Regions from separate parts of the Mus musculus genome. Here region 2 is linked to region 1. A link is a contact called in public capture Hi-C data. All regions are on one chromosome and are shown on one strand. The core of a region is the stretch at or near the end of the contact, and the rest is flanking DNA. Distances in the headings are between cores, read along the strand shown.

What was found. Capture Hi-C pulls out chosen DNA fragments and counts their contacts.
Region 2: a capture Hi-C map of embryonic stem cells shows a contact between it and region 1, with 4 times the contacts expected there. The contact joins two enhancer-like sites. A contact is called at or near these places in 3 of 39 promoter capture datasets (the 3T3-L1 cell line, the C10 cell line and hippocampal neurons), 3 of 115 datasets of contacts at active chromatin or transcription factors (astrocytes, large pre-B cells and regulatory T cell precursor) and 2 of 9 other capture datasets (adipose tissue and embryonic stem cells).

The regions. Positions count from the first base shown.
Region 1 is chr13:8,999,551-9,006,634 of GRCm38.p6, reverse strand. It overlaps Gm36264 (a long non-coding RNA gene), which reads left to right. Exons shown (of 5, transcript XR_873116.2): 4 at 965-1,162; 5 at 4,518-4,683. Among named protein-coding and RNA genes, the nearest start is that of Gtpbp4, 7.1 kb to the right of the region's middle. Within about 2 kb of position 4,119, at least 5 of the 459 cell types and tissues checked have an H3K27ac peak or open chromatin away from gene starts, as enhancers often do. A contact at or near this core is called in embryonic stem cells, where this site is marked.
Region 2 is chr13:9,813,678-9,820,761 of GRCm38.p6, reverse strand. No RefSeq gene overlaps it. Among named protein-coding and RNA genes, the nearest start is that of Gm40665, 21 kb to the right of the region's middle. Within about 2 kb of position 3,176, at least 1 of the 459 cell types and tissues checked has an H3K27ac peak or open chromatin away from gene starts, as enhancers often do. A contact at or near this core is called in embryonic stem cells, where this site is marked.

The DNA.
Region 1 (7,084 bases), core at 2,870-5,369:
GGCATTGGTAGTGCATACCTTTAATGCCAGCACTCTGGAGGCAGAGACATGTAAATGAGTTTGAGGCCAGTCTGATCTACAGAGGGAGTTCCAGGACTGCCATGGCTACACAGAGAAATCCTGTCTGGGAAAACATAAACAAACAAACAAACCAATAGATAACAGTGAAGCTTAGCTTATAAGTACTCTAAAAGTAGGTAAGGGAGAAGAGATTAACTTCAAGGTGGAGAGATGGCTCAGTGGTTAAGAATACTGGCTTCTCTCTCTTCCAGAGGACAAAGGTTCATGGCAACTACATGGCAGTTCACCACCATTTGTAAGTCAGTTTCATGAAATCTGACAACGGTACCTCTGCTAGCACTAGGCACGCAAGTGGAGAACAGACACGAAGTCAAAATACCTATACAATAACAGAAAGCAAAACATAAATTTAAATAAATAAATAAATAAATCCTTAAAAGTTCCATCTCTTCTTTATGGGAAACTGAAATTACTAAGACCATCACCCTCTTCTCATAGAGTTTCATAATCAATTTTTAAACTAGTGACAATAATATCACATCTTCAGAATAACTTTGTTTGCTATTTTTATTCTGAGGGGGTAGGCAGCACAGCTAGCTGCTGAACCAGTTTTCATAATTATCAAAATGAAACTTGTTTTTGAGGTATGGTACAGCCTGCTTATCTTAAAAAATTTTGCCTGCAAAAATTTGGAATCACTTGTGGACTGATTATTCAAACATAAATAGATACATTCTAAACTTTTATTGTCATGCATTTCCAAAAAAAAAAAAAAAAAAGCTGAAAAGTTAGAAAGTAAGTTAAAAGATTTTTATTAAACCTAAAACATCCTTTTGGGAATTGCAAAGTGTTTTTAACAATGTTTTTAACACTGTGTTAACATGGAATGAATAATCATATATTGGTGCTATAACTAACACGTGGAAACATCCCTCATTGACAGCTGCTGATGTCAACAAGGGCATAAGCTCATGGTGGCAACCATCTCACCCGGGCCATACATGAAGGACAGAAACAGTGTGCTCACAGAAGAAACACTACATGTACACACAGTGCTTTAGTCAAACACTTGGGAAGTGGATGGCTTACACACACAACCCCATGTGCAACTTGTCATGCACTGGCAGTCACACTCAAAAAGGTAAGAACCTGAAAGAGGTCAAGAACAAAGTCACTCCTGGGAGGCAGAATAATGGAAAATGTGGCTTTGCAGTCCGATGGTTGTGAATTCAATCTCCACTTGTACTCCTTACGAGCTGTAGAAGAGTGAGCAAGTCACAGTCTCTCTAAAACCAGTGTGGCTCTCTCTCTCTCTCTCTCTCTCTCTCTCTCTCTCTCTCTCTCTCTCTCTCTCTCTGTGTGTGTGTGTGTGTGTGTGTGTGTGTGTGTATGTGTATGTAATGGGGATGAGTGTGTTTGGCTATAAAGTCTATACTGGCATGGCAGCTATGAACCTCCCACCTCAGTCTTATAAGCATTTGGCATGAACAATCACAAACAGCATTCTTATGTATGTCCACCTTTCTGGGGAAATCAAGATAGTTACCTGGCATGTAGCACTTCTCTGCATTGTAATTATTAAGGCTCAATGTGAAAAATAAAGTAAGATTTTAAAAAATTAGTGTAACTAAACACTATAGAAACAGATACAAAAAAAATAGTTACTACATACCAGGGTAACATATACTTAACACTTGGTCTCTCACTAGCCTATTCTGTGTGCAAATTATTGCTCCCAACTTACATATGAAGAAATGGCAGTTTATGGACATTGAAATATTTGTTAAGGATCACATTGGGTAGAGCTTGGTTTCAAAAGCAGAACATACACTCTAAACAGTCATGGAATTCCAAAGATGACTGGATGACACTCTTGGATGAGGGGTGACTTTAATATCAGCCATCAATACTCTCCATGAATAATGGAATTACTGTGGCTTCCTTGTTGGACTCTGACCTATCCTGCAGCTACACTTCAACCAACCTTACAGACCTGGGAAGAGATGAGATAGGCAGTGGGTAAGGGCACTTGCCATGGAGCCTGAGAACTTGAGTATGAGCTCAGGAACCCACATAGTGGGTGGACACCAGTAAATTGTCCTCTCACTTCCATATGCCTAACCCCCCCAATATAAATAAATGTAGTTTAAATTAAGAAAAAATTTACAAACCTTGCACAAATCTAGTGTATTAGTTTAAAAATATCAAGCCATATATGGTGATATATGTCTTTAATGCCAGCACTTGCGAGGTAGAAGCAGAAACACGCCTGTGAGTCAGAAGCCAGACTGGTCTACATGGCCAGTTCCAGGTCATCAGGGTTATACAGTGAGACTCTGCCTCAAAAATAAATGAATAGATAGATAAATAGATAGATAGATGGATAGATAGATAGATAGATGGATAGATAGATAGATAGATAGATAGATAGATAGATAGATAAAAGGAATAAAGTAAAGAAAAGAAAACAAATGTAGCCTTTAGTCCCAGCACATGGGAGGCATAGATAGACAAATCTCAGAATCATGGCCAGCCTGGGCTACACAAGAGCTACAGACCAAGTTCTAGGACAGCCAGGGCTATACAGAGAAACTATCTCGAAACAAACAAACAAGCAAATATATTGCCTAATATTCTTTGGGTATAATTTCAATCTGTTTCCATTATTAAAGAAAAACTATGACTAACCACTCTTTTTTTTTCAGTGAGTTCTCTTCATAACTAAATATTTTGACATTGAAAGACCTACATTGTGTAGACTCAGCTTACAGCCCTAGTTGACAACTTGAGGTATCAATTTATGCTAAGAGGCCATGGGTCAAGAGTCAGAAAATGGTTTTGTGGTAGAAAGTTAGATGTGCACAGCTGTAGGCGAATGAGGTGTCATCCTGCCTGCTCCATGGGCTCCTGCATTTTTACTTCAGCATAAACTGTGGATCAGGAATTAGTATTCTGAGCACTGCCTCATCGGAGGGGTGTCTGACCACTGGGATTCAAGCTGCAGTCCCTGACTCTGAGGTCCTGCATCTCTTTCCTCACTTCTAGGGAGCAAAGATTTACATGTTTCTGGGCTGGAGCAAGCCCCAGTTGTCATTCGGCTGGAAGGCCAGTGTGGTTTTCTCCTGTGAGAGAGTTTGGAAATCTGACCTATTTCAGAGCTATGAGCAGGGGAATCAACAGCCTTGTGATTCAGTGAAGCATCCTGATGAATAAAGAGGCCACAGACCCCAAATGTTTGCTCCTCAAGTGTACTGGGAACTTACTCCAGTTTTCAGTCAACAGAGTTCCAGCCATTGAACATTCTCAGAGCAGCGAAGCTTTGCTTTGAGAAATGGAAAAAGATACAGTCCCTGCCCTTGAAGACCTGGCTATTGCTTTTAGAAATAAGGAGAGTTTCTAGACATCAAAAAAGCAGCATGTGATTTACAACAAGTAACTTGTCAAAGCACAGTTCCTAAGGAGATCCATGGAAATAACATGCACACACATTAAGTTTCTCCTAATACTTCTGAAAGGACAGCTACCTATGGCTAATCCCCCCACAAAAGCGCCTTTTAGGTAAGAAGTTTGCTTACATTTCCCTGGCACAGCATCTATTCCAAGATGCACTTTTCATCAATCAGAATTACAGATAGAAAACAGAGAACAAGTCTACAAAATAGAGGCCTGAAAAATGAGCCTCCTCCCTTTTAAAACCATGATACCTTTTTCAGGCAGAAGTTTGGCAGAATGCCCTTGAAAATGACCTTTTACTATAGCCAAAGCTGACTCTCCTCTGTACTAAGGCACTGTTTGGACTTTACTGCTGTGAACAGACACCATGACCAAGGCAATCCTTATAAAAACAACATTTAATTGGGGCTGGCTTACAGGTTCAGAGGTTCAGTCTATTATCATCAAGGCAGGAGCAAGGCAGTGTCCAGGCAGGCATGGCGCAGCAGGAGTTGAGTGTTTTACATCTTCATCCAAAGGCAAACAGGAAAAGACTAGCTTCCAGGCAGCTAGGAAGAGGGTCTTAAAGCCCACACCCACAGTGACACACCTACTCCAAGGATACACCTCCAAATAATGCCATTCCCTGAACAAAAAATATTCAAACCACAACACATACACACTCTCTTAGCTCTGGTAACTGAATCTCTTTGTAATGAAATGGAGGCTCAACAATGCAACTCCTGCTGCTGGTGGCTCTCTCAGTTCTTTTAACAGGCCTTCAGCAGTTTGGTTTTACTGGAGAAGGTGACCAGTGGTGTGTTCACCTTGGATAAGGATGATCAGTATGTTTCATGGTAAAATGTGCTCTCAAACATCTGAGACACACATCTGCCCTTAGGAAGCTAAATGAATACAGGCGAATCATGAGAGGGGTAGATGGAATGGTGATTCTTACCAATAGGCAGGCGGTGTATGCCATATGGTATACTGTGCTGAGGTGACCCTCAGCATTGGTGCTCTAATTCTGGCTCATGATGAGTCATCATGTTTGTGTCTTTTAGGGATCCTCTGCAGGTGAACCACTTCAGAGAAGATATAGCTGCTGGTAAATGGCTTTGGTTTCCAGACACAATTTTCCAACTTCACATTCACAGATAAACAAAACAGAAGTGATGGTTTGTATATGCTTGGCCCAGGGAGTGACACTATTAGGAGGTGTTGGAGTATGTGTGTCACTGTGGGTGTGGGCTTAAGACCTTCACCCTAGCTGCCTGGAAGTCAGTATTCTGCTAGAAGCTTTCAGATGAAGATGTAGAACTTTCAGCTCCTCCTGCACGATGCCAGCCAGAATCCCAACATGTTCCACCTTGATGATAATGGACTGAACCTCTGAACCTGTAAGCCAGCCCCAATTAAATGTTGTCCTTATAAGAGTTGTCTTGGTCATGGTGTCTGTTCACAGCAGTAAAACCCTAACTAAGACAGAGGAAATGTGTTTGGTTTTGTTGTTGTTGTTGTTGTTGTTTTTGTTTTTTGTTTTTTCGAGACAGGGTTTCCCTGTATAGCTCTGGCTGTCCTGGAGCTCACTCTGTAGACCAGGCTGGCCTCAAACTCAGAAAGCCGCCTGCCTCTGCCTCCCGAGTGCTGGGATTAAAGGCGTGCGCCACCACTGTCCAGCTTGAGGAGATGTTTTATTTCTTCTTTTCCTGTGGTAGTTCTTATCCCTAGAAATTAACACAGAATCCAGGTTCTTCTTTTTTTTTTTTTTTTTGGTTTTTCAGGACAGGGCCTGCCCCTGCTTCTCAAGTGCTGGGATTAAAGGTGTGTGCCACCATGCTGGCTAGAATCCAGGTTCTTTATGACTATATCTTACTGAACCAGATCTGTATGGAAATAACTGAAATAATGAGGGCTTTTTCAAGAGTTAAGAATTATATTAAGATGTTAAGGATAGGAACTGGAGAGATGGCTCAGTGGGTAAGAGCACTGACTGCTCTTACAAAGGTCCTGAGTTCAAATCCCAGCAACCACATGGTGGCTCACAACCACCTGCAATGAGATCTGATGCCTTCTTCTGGAGTGTCTGAAGACAGCTATAGTGTACTTACATATAACAAATAAATAAATCTTTTAAAAAAAAGATTATAAGGATAAGAAGACAGACCCAAGTCTCAAAACTACATAATTCAGGATAGGGTTTGGCGATATTTGTGGGCTAAAGGGGGTAATTTAAGGCATGGAAAGAGTTGATTGGAGGCAAAGTAACCACGTGTAATTAAACTTTATGGCATATATTCAGAAAATTACAGTGTTCATATGATTTGAAGGTAAAGTTTTGGTCTCCTAACCCCAAAAGGCCAACCACTGGACATTTGTGCAGTAAAGACTTTCTGAACTCACCAGGTAGTGATGGTATACACCTTAACCCCAGCACTTGGGAGGCACAAACAGGTGGATCTCTGAGTTTGAGGTCTATAGAGAGAGTTCTAGGACATCCAGGGATACAACACAGAGAAATCCTGCCTTGAAAAACAAAAACAAACAAATTTACTGAATTAAACAAAAGTAGTGTTAAAGTCCCTGAAAAGTAACCTAGGTAGCACCCATTCTCATTGAGGGCATCTAATGAAAAGCTGGTGGGATACTCATATCATAGTGCTTAGTTACATGACCTTCCAAAGTCAGCTAAAAGCAAAATACTTGAAAGCAAATAGGGCTAGAAGGTTTATTTATTCCCTAGTCTACAAGCAATTTAAGAGATTATTGGTATTCATATAGGAAGAATTCTTAAAAGAAATTTGGCATTTAGTACATGATGACCCAAAGGAATTTCAGAATTACATTTTATGACTAATGGTGACTACACTGTCCCCCAACTCATGCTTTGCGTTTGTGTTCATGTATTTCTTACCTACCATAAATAATCCTTTGAGGGTATTTGTTGTCCCCCATATTGCCAAAGAGAAAACTAAAGATCAAAGGAATTAAGTACTATCTTCTGACTCACACAGTTTGTAAACTGGAGTTGGAGCCATAACTTAGAGCTTTTGACTCTATGCCTTTAATGCTTACACTCTCGAGGCAGAGGCAGGTGTATGTCTGAGTTTGAGACCAGCCTGATCTACATCGTGGGTTCCAGGACAGTCAGAGTTATATAGAAAACCTGTCTCAAAAAATCTCAAACAAACAAAGAAACAAATAAATGTAATTTTAATTCTTGGGTAAAAGAGTAAAAAAAATTGTGATGTTAGCTTTTTATTGGATTGGTTTATGAAACTCTTTCACATTTATTTTCTGACATGAACTTCAGTCTGTTTTCTCTTTGTCAAGGATAATCCATGTTTCTTTTCATGAGTGAGTCCTTTTCTGAATGGACAAGTGACCTGCAAGTGCAATCACATATGACATTTCATAGTATGTAATAACTTCTGTCCCTTATGCATGTTGTGTATATAAATGACTGTGCTTATGAGATAGCTGTAAGTTCAGCTGGCTTCCTCCAGGTCTGCCCCGCCCGCCCGCCCGCCCGCCCGCCACTTAGAGCTGTGCGATTCTGGATATGAAGTATGTCAGATCAGATCAGAAGGTTGCTGGTTGTTGAGGACTTTTTTCTTTTCTTCCTCTTTTC
Region 2 (7,084 bases), core at 1,927-4,426, 820 kb before region 1:
AGCAGGTCCTTCCACCTGTTCTCTACGTATGTGGTAGTGCCTGTGGATTTCTGGCTGGATACCACACACAAAGGCCAGGAGGTTATCCAGGACTTCATCCCTGTTCTGCTGGAAGCAGTTCTGGAGGATAGTCCTCTTCCCCTGGGTCTCCTCCCCATCACTGCTACAACTGCCCCAGAACCCCGGTGCCACAGATTCCTTAGCCTCGAATTCCTTCTCCTTCTACACTGTACAGTCTCAGCCTGGGCTGCCTGTGGTCTGCATCACCCTCCGGGCTTGAAGCTACAGACACCTTCTCAGGCCACTAGCTTCTAGACCTGCTGAAGCTGCTAGATAACATGCAACTGACACGCCACCACTTCCGGGAATCTTAGGAGAATGGCCTCTCAACCTGCTTTCTTATACCATCCAGGATCATGCACCCAGGGGTGTGGGTCCACAATAACCCTCCCTGCTGGGGAGGCAGAACGCAGGGATTTTGACTGTGCTTATCCCACTCGGGTGCCGAGCTGTGAAGAAGCGCTGAGACATTGATCCAGGGGTGGGAAAGCGCAGTCTGAGATGTGGGAAAGTGGAGATGGTTCCAGGGTCCCCCAGCATAGGGGGTTCTCTGACTCCTGGACATCCAGGTGCCGTTGGGAGTTGGGGACCCTCTGACTGGGGATGACATCTATTCTGGGGCTGGGGGGCGGGAGCTCTGGCTTGTCCCAGCGTTGATTGCCTTTAGCTTAGTGGAAGCAGATTTGGTAGAGCGCAGAGACCTTCTACAGGAAAATTAAGCTGTGGATCTGAAGTTGAACGCCTTCTGCATGGCTCTCGACAGCAGATCTTGATGAAAGAGACAGTCTATGGATCTAAACAGTGTATTGGTTGTTTATGGTGGGAAATGGATGCATAACTCCCTTTCTCAGGGTCTGACCTGAGATTAAATACCTTTTGCAAGAAGGAATATCTGGGAAGGGAAGCGTATTGGCTAAGCCTCCGGGTACCTCACCAGCGTGGAGAACTCTGTTTGGGGCCTACATGACATACGGCATGTTTATTTTATGTGAGGAGCATGGCATGGGTTCCAGGTCAGGTGTCTGGCAGGGAGCAGGGAGGCACCTAAGTTTCAGGTATTCGTCCACTGAGTCTCCCGGGTCTCACTCTACCCACCAAGCTTCCTGGCATGGCACTGTTCGCTCTGGAATGGCCCCGCCCACATCAATCACGGTGAAGAAAATGAGCCATACAAGCTTGCCCACTGGCCAGTCTGGTTGAGGGTATTCCTCAGTTAAGGTCCCCTCTTCCCAAATGACTCTAGCCTGTATCAAGTTGACATAAAAACTAGACTTCGCATAAGATACTGTTAGCAATGAAGTTTAAAACCATTGCATGTAAGTTTTAAAAAAATTATGGACTTGAGATATGATGTCTGAGCTTGCCACTCTAATAAGAGCTAGGCCTTAGAGCAAACCCCAGGCAGCTCAGGTAAGAGCTGGGACAGGCCTTAATATACTAATAACCTAACTCCAGGGAGATGTATTATGCTAGTGAACCAACACAGATCTGTGAGCCCTAAGAGTACAAAGCTGCTGCCCAATGAAATGATACAAAAACTGGAACTGCGGAAATGGTCTCTAGGATCCCACTTCCAGGTTACACAAACATGGAGTCTCAAGCCTTGGTGTTAGTGCCCACTAGTGCCTGACCCTGGCTTCAGTGGCCATTGACTGAATTTCCTGCACTGTTGCTGGGCTCACACAGGTCCATTTGTTGACGATAGTCTCTGATCTATGCTCTCTAGGACTTCCTCAAATTCGTTAGTGCCATCCTTCTAGCTTGCCACATCTGAAAGGCTTCCCAATGGACATTGGATGAACCTGCAAGCTTTCTAAGGGTCTTTACCAAAAGGACTTCCCCGTTGAACCCTGCAGAAGCATTTTCTGCCCAACAACTGCTCCCTGCATGGTGAGATATCTAACTTTATAGTATTAGAAGGGATGTTTGTGTGCAGATAGACTTGAGTATATATTCAGAAGACAATTCTTGCGAGGGTGTTCTAATGGCTGAGCACCTTGCAGTCCCACGGGCCATGTTCTCCTCAGATACACAATTGGACGACATTGGCTCTTCTGACTCATGAGCACACACCATTTTCCCATTTAATTGTGTCTCATTTAATACCTTTCATTAGAGTCTTACAATTTTCAATGCGTGGATCTTTGGCTCCTTCACTAAACTGACTCCTAGTTATTGTATTTTAAGTAGAAGCTACCGTGAATTAATCGTTTTCTCGATTTTTTTTTCAGTTAGGCCATGATTTGTGTATACAATGCAGTTGGCTTCACATAATGATTTTTGTATCCTGCGGCTTCTTTTCAGACTGTAGGCAGCAGTCTCCTCAGGGCCTTGCTTTGGTGCCTATGCTGGTTTTAAACTCATGGCATTAGAGGACTGTCAGGCCGGCACTATAGTTTCCCAGTAATTTTATATAATTCCAGAAATAAAATTGCCATAGTCCTAAAATAGCTGATTTAGTACCAGTTAAAATCAAGCCTGAAAGATACTAAAATTCCCCCTGCTTGGGAAATCTAAGTCATAGCATCAGGATAAAGTTCCAGGCCACTGTGGAAACAGCTAAATGCTACAGGTAGCCTGAGGGAAAGTTTGGATGATAGAAATATATTTTTCCATGGTGGAAAAATGCAATCTTCTATGGTATTGTAAAACTACATGGAGTTAATAGGATTTCCATAATGTCTCTCTTGTGCCTGATCACCTTATGTTAATAGTACATTTATAACATTCTCACTAAAATATAAAATGGCCACTTATTATCCTGCTTTTGAACTCATCCATAGATGGATTTAACAGAAAGGTGGATTTATTTTTTTAAATTTTTTACTTGTTTTATGTGTATGGTTGCTTTATCTTGCACACATGCCTGTGTACCATGTATGTGTGTGTTGTGCCTACAAAGTCAGAAAAGGATGTCAGATCCCCTGGAACTGGAGTTGTAAAACTGCCATGTGGGTGCTGGGTACTGAGCCCAGGCCCTCTATAAGAACAACTAGTGCTCTTAACCACTAAGGCATCTTTCCATCCCCCATTATGGTTTTTAAGACAGAGTTTTAAGTAGCCCAGGTAACTTGAAGCTCATGATGTAGCTGAGGATGACCTTGAACTCTTGACCCTTCTGTCTCTGCCTCTCAAGTGCTGGGATTTGACACCACGCCCCCCATCATCAGTCAGGATGGATTAGTAGCTTTTCAGTTTCCCCCAAGAAACTGGGCAGGAGGAGAGGTTGCCATGCTCTGCCCACCCCCCACCTGTAAACAGCATTCTGCCAACATTGCATCATTAATCCTGTCTGTGCACCCACAGAGAGGGCGCCAAGAGTCTATTATCTGTCTCTGAAAGCCCTTCACTGAATAGAAATCTAAAACAGCGGGAACTCAGGCTGCAGAGCAGATCACTGAGCTCCTAAGAAAGATGAGCAAGACAGGCCTAATGGCACACACCTGAAATCCCAACATGTGGGAGGCAGAGGCAGGTGGAGTCCTCTGATTTTTGAGGCCAGCCTGGTTAACAAAGTGAGTTCCAAGACAACCAGGGCTATGCAGAGGAACCCCGTCTCCTCATTGAATTAAACAAGCCAGGTACTGCACTCCTAACTGTTTATTAAACTACTTATCCTTCATCCAGCTACCATTGCTGTCTGACTCCCTTGCAGACTTTCTCAGTGACCCAATTCCCTCCTACCCTTCCATTGGTCAAATGATAGAATTTTAAACCAATTTTGGAGACTTTTATTACTACTGCTAAATATGATGCTTCCCAAGAGACTGCATGGTTCTTACTTTACTATTTTAAAAATCTATACTTATGATAATCCGAGGACTCTAGCTAATAAAACACATTTTTGTTTTTCTATTGTTTTGTTTTGAGATAGCCTCATTGAGCCGAGGCTGGCCTTGACGTTGCTAAGTAGCCAAGGATGACCTTGATCTTAGATCCTCCTGTGTCAAACTTCTAAATTCTGAGATTTCGGATGTGTATAACTATACCCAATTTATGTAGCACTGGGGATGGAACCAGGGACAGAGACTGGGTCAAAGTGCAGGGAGAATCAGAGCCGATTGATTGTCCTGCCACAAACAGAACCCCCTTATCACTCCCTTCTCCAAGGCTCAGAGGCTGTTAGAGGAAGTGGAAAGTTTGTAGCCACAGGTCAGAGAGGACCCAAGTGAGGCCAGAGTGTGTCCTGGACACAACAGGACCATTCTACAAAATTTACAGCAGCAGTGGTTGTTTGTACGAGACCTACAAATGATCAAGATACTCAGCAATCGAGCACAGAATGGGGCTGCTCAGGAATCCTCACCATAACTGGAGAGCTATTGATAGCTGATGGGCTCTAGGGGAAAGGGTCCCTTTTCTTTAAGGATATGGCCCCTGGTAAGTAAGAGGACCGTGCTCCAGTGGATTACCACACACCTATGAGTATATGAGCAAGACAAAATTGGACTTGCTAGCTTTTGTTGTGGTTGTTTGTTTATTTGTTTTGTGGTCTTTTAAGGAAGACCACAAAATAGTGGGGGTGGATCTGAGAAGAGCTGAGGGAAGGAATAAAGTATAAAAAAAATGACCACATATATTATATGTATTTGTGAGATTCTCAAAGAAGTAATAGAAATATTTTTAATCTGCGTTTATAATTTCCCCCTGCTTTATGGCTTTCTTAATGAATAAACTTAATTTTGAATTGTTTTCTGAAAAAGATATAATTCAATTTTAAAAATTATATCATACTCTAAGATAAAAGACTGGCTGACTCCAAACTAGTGAGTTGGTACCTATTGTAACTAAAAGGGAAATTTTTCTAGAATGTTGTTGTCATTAAGTCAATGAGCTTGCTTATTTCTCAACTCGAGCTGGAAATCATCTATAAGCAGAATAACCTTAATCAAATGCAGTTTTGCAAAGTCAAGATAGGAAAAATGTTAGACAAAGGGTCTGTAGGTTCAGTTAGCCTTCAATTTCTTCTTTGAGGTGAGGCAGTTGCACAGAACATCTTGCAGGGGGACACTGAAAAGCAAGCAGTTGACATAACTGGGAGAGGCCAGGGCTTGCCTCAGAACCTGCTGTCTTAGCTGCTTTCCCTTAGTGTTTATTCTGTCTCACAGTGACTGTACTCAGGGACGTGGTCTATCACGGTATAAAAGTCAGGGCAGGAAGAAATTGAAGCTTCTGGCCACATTGTATCTGATATCAGTGAAAAATACTTCTCTCGATTCAGAGGGAATGGTAGTTCACTCAGGAGCTAAATTTGAGTGGCTACAGCCTGGGAAAACAGACTTAGTGTTCCCATTTGGAAACAGATTCATGACATTTTTTTTATGGAAACCAGGGTATTTTGTTTAAATGCATTGGTGGAAACACCATAGAGGTGGGTTACAGTCAGGCAGAGGGACTTCATGTGCTGTCTGATAATATTCTCAATCATTTGATGGGTAGAGAAGGAATCTATTAAGTTACTATGTTCCAAAGGTTTTATCTGGTTATCAGGATGTTAGGTCTGACAAAGTAGTGAATAAGGACTGGCTCTTTAGCAGGGTAAAAATAATCCAGAAGACATTGTAATTAGGTTCTGAACCTGCAACATGGACACTAAGTTAATTGCGGATTGGACCCATGTGGGAACATCTGATGAATGTAGATGCTAGAATTTACCAGCGCTCCTAACCTCTCTCTTCTACTAAAAAACAAACAAGAGTTTGGGGGGATGTATATTTTTGAAGACAGCCAAGGTTCTGTCCTCAACCTCTCCATAGACACTGAGTTTTAATCAGTCCATCTTCTTACACACAACTTCTTTCCAAAATTCTCATTCACCCATCCATCAGCAAGAGAAAGCAGTGAATGCTTTTGGCTGCTCAGAGTCCTTTCTCCACTCTCACAGTCTAGGATGACCTGCCTGAAAAACGGTCCAGCCCACAACTAAGATGGTTATCCACACAGTCATTAACGTAATTAAGATAATCCTTCATGAGGATGTTCAGTGGCCCATCTATCTTCCAGGTGACTCTCAAGCTGACAGTTAATGCCAACTGCCACACCTACTATCCATCCAGTTGGTGGAATGAGCTCAAATGACCTCAAACTCTAGACAGAACCTTGGCTGTCTTCAATAATATGCATCCATCCAAACTCTTGTTTGTTTTGGTTTTGGGTTGTTTGTTTGTTTGTTTGTTTGGGGTTTTTTTGGTTTTGGGTGTTTTGTTTTGTTTTGTTTTGTTTTTTAGTAGAACAGAGAGGTTAGGCGCTCTGGTAAATTCTAGCATCTACATTCCTTAGATGTTCCCACATGGGTCCAATCCACAATTATTTCATATACCTGAAGGTGATGTAAATGCCTTTGAGAGCAAGGAGGGCTCACTCTAAACAATGACACCCCCAAGCTCTCTACTGGTAGATTTGTTAACCACTAAACTCAGCCCTGTTTAGCCTTTCCAATATAAAAGAAATGGCTTCCCTGTATGAACTGAGTCAGAAACAGTGGTTTGCATTCTTTGGTAATCATACTGCCAGGCCCTTTTAAGCTGTGAAAGGTTAGTGCATAGCACTGTTAAACGGATAAGCAGAAGGTTGTGTGAACTCTGCCACATGTGCACGACCACCTTTGCAGAGATGTGTAAACTTAGCACTGGTACTGCAGGGCTCATGTGAATCACTCTGGAATTACTGCTTGGACTTGTAAATTACAGCCTGTGCTGCAACGAAATACTACAAAGACGTTTAACTTTCATAATTCCTGGCATTTCTGCTTAATTTTTTTATTACAGTACAAAAAACACAAGCTAAGTTTTTAATTTGAGATGATACCACCAATCGTTCTTGGTTCATAGGTTAGAACAAGTAAAAATAAAAATAAAATGTGACATTGAAGAAGCTCGTTTATGCAAAAAGATTTGGATATACACCAAGAGTTTACAACTTGACAAGAGGGCAAGCAAATAAGATTTTACCAAACTGACTATCCTGACTGCAAACTATGCTAGCACAATGGAGGCACAGAGCTTGGAAGAGTAACCAGCCAATG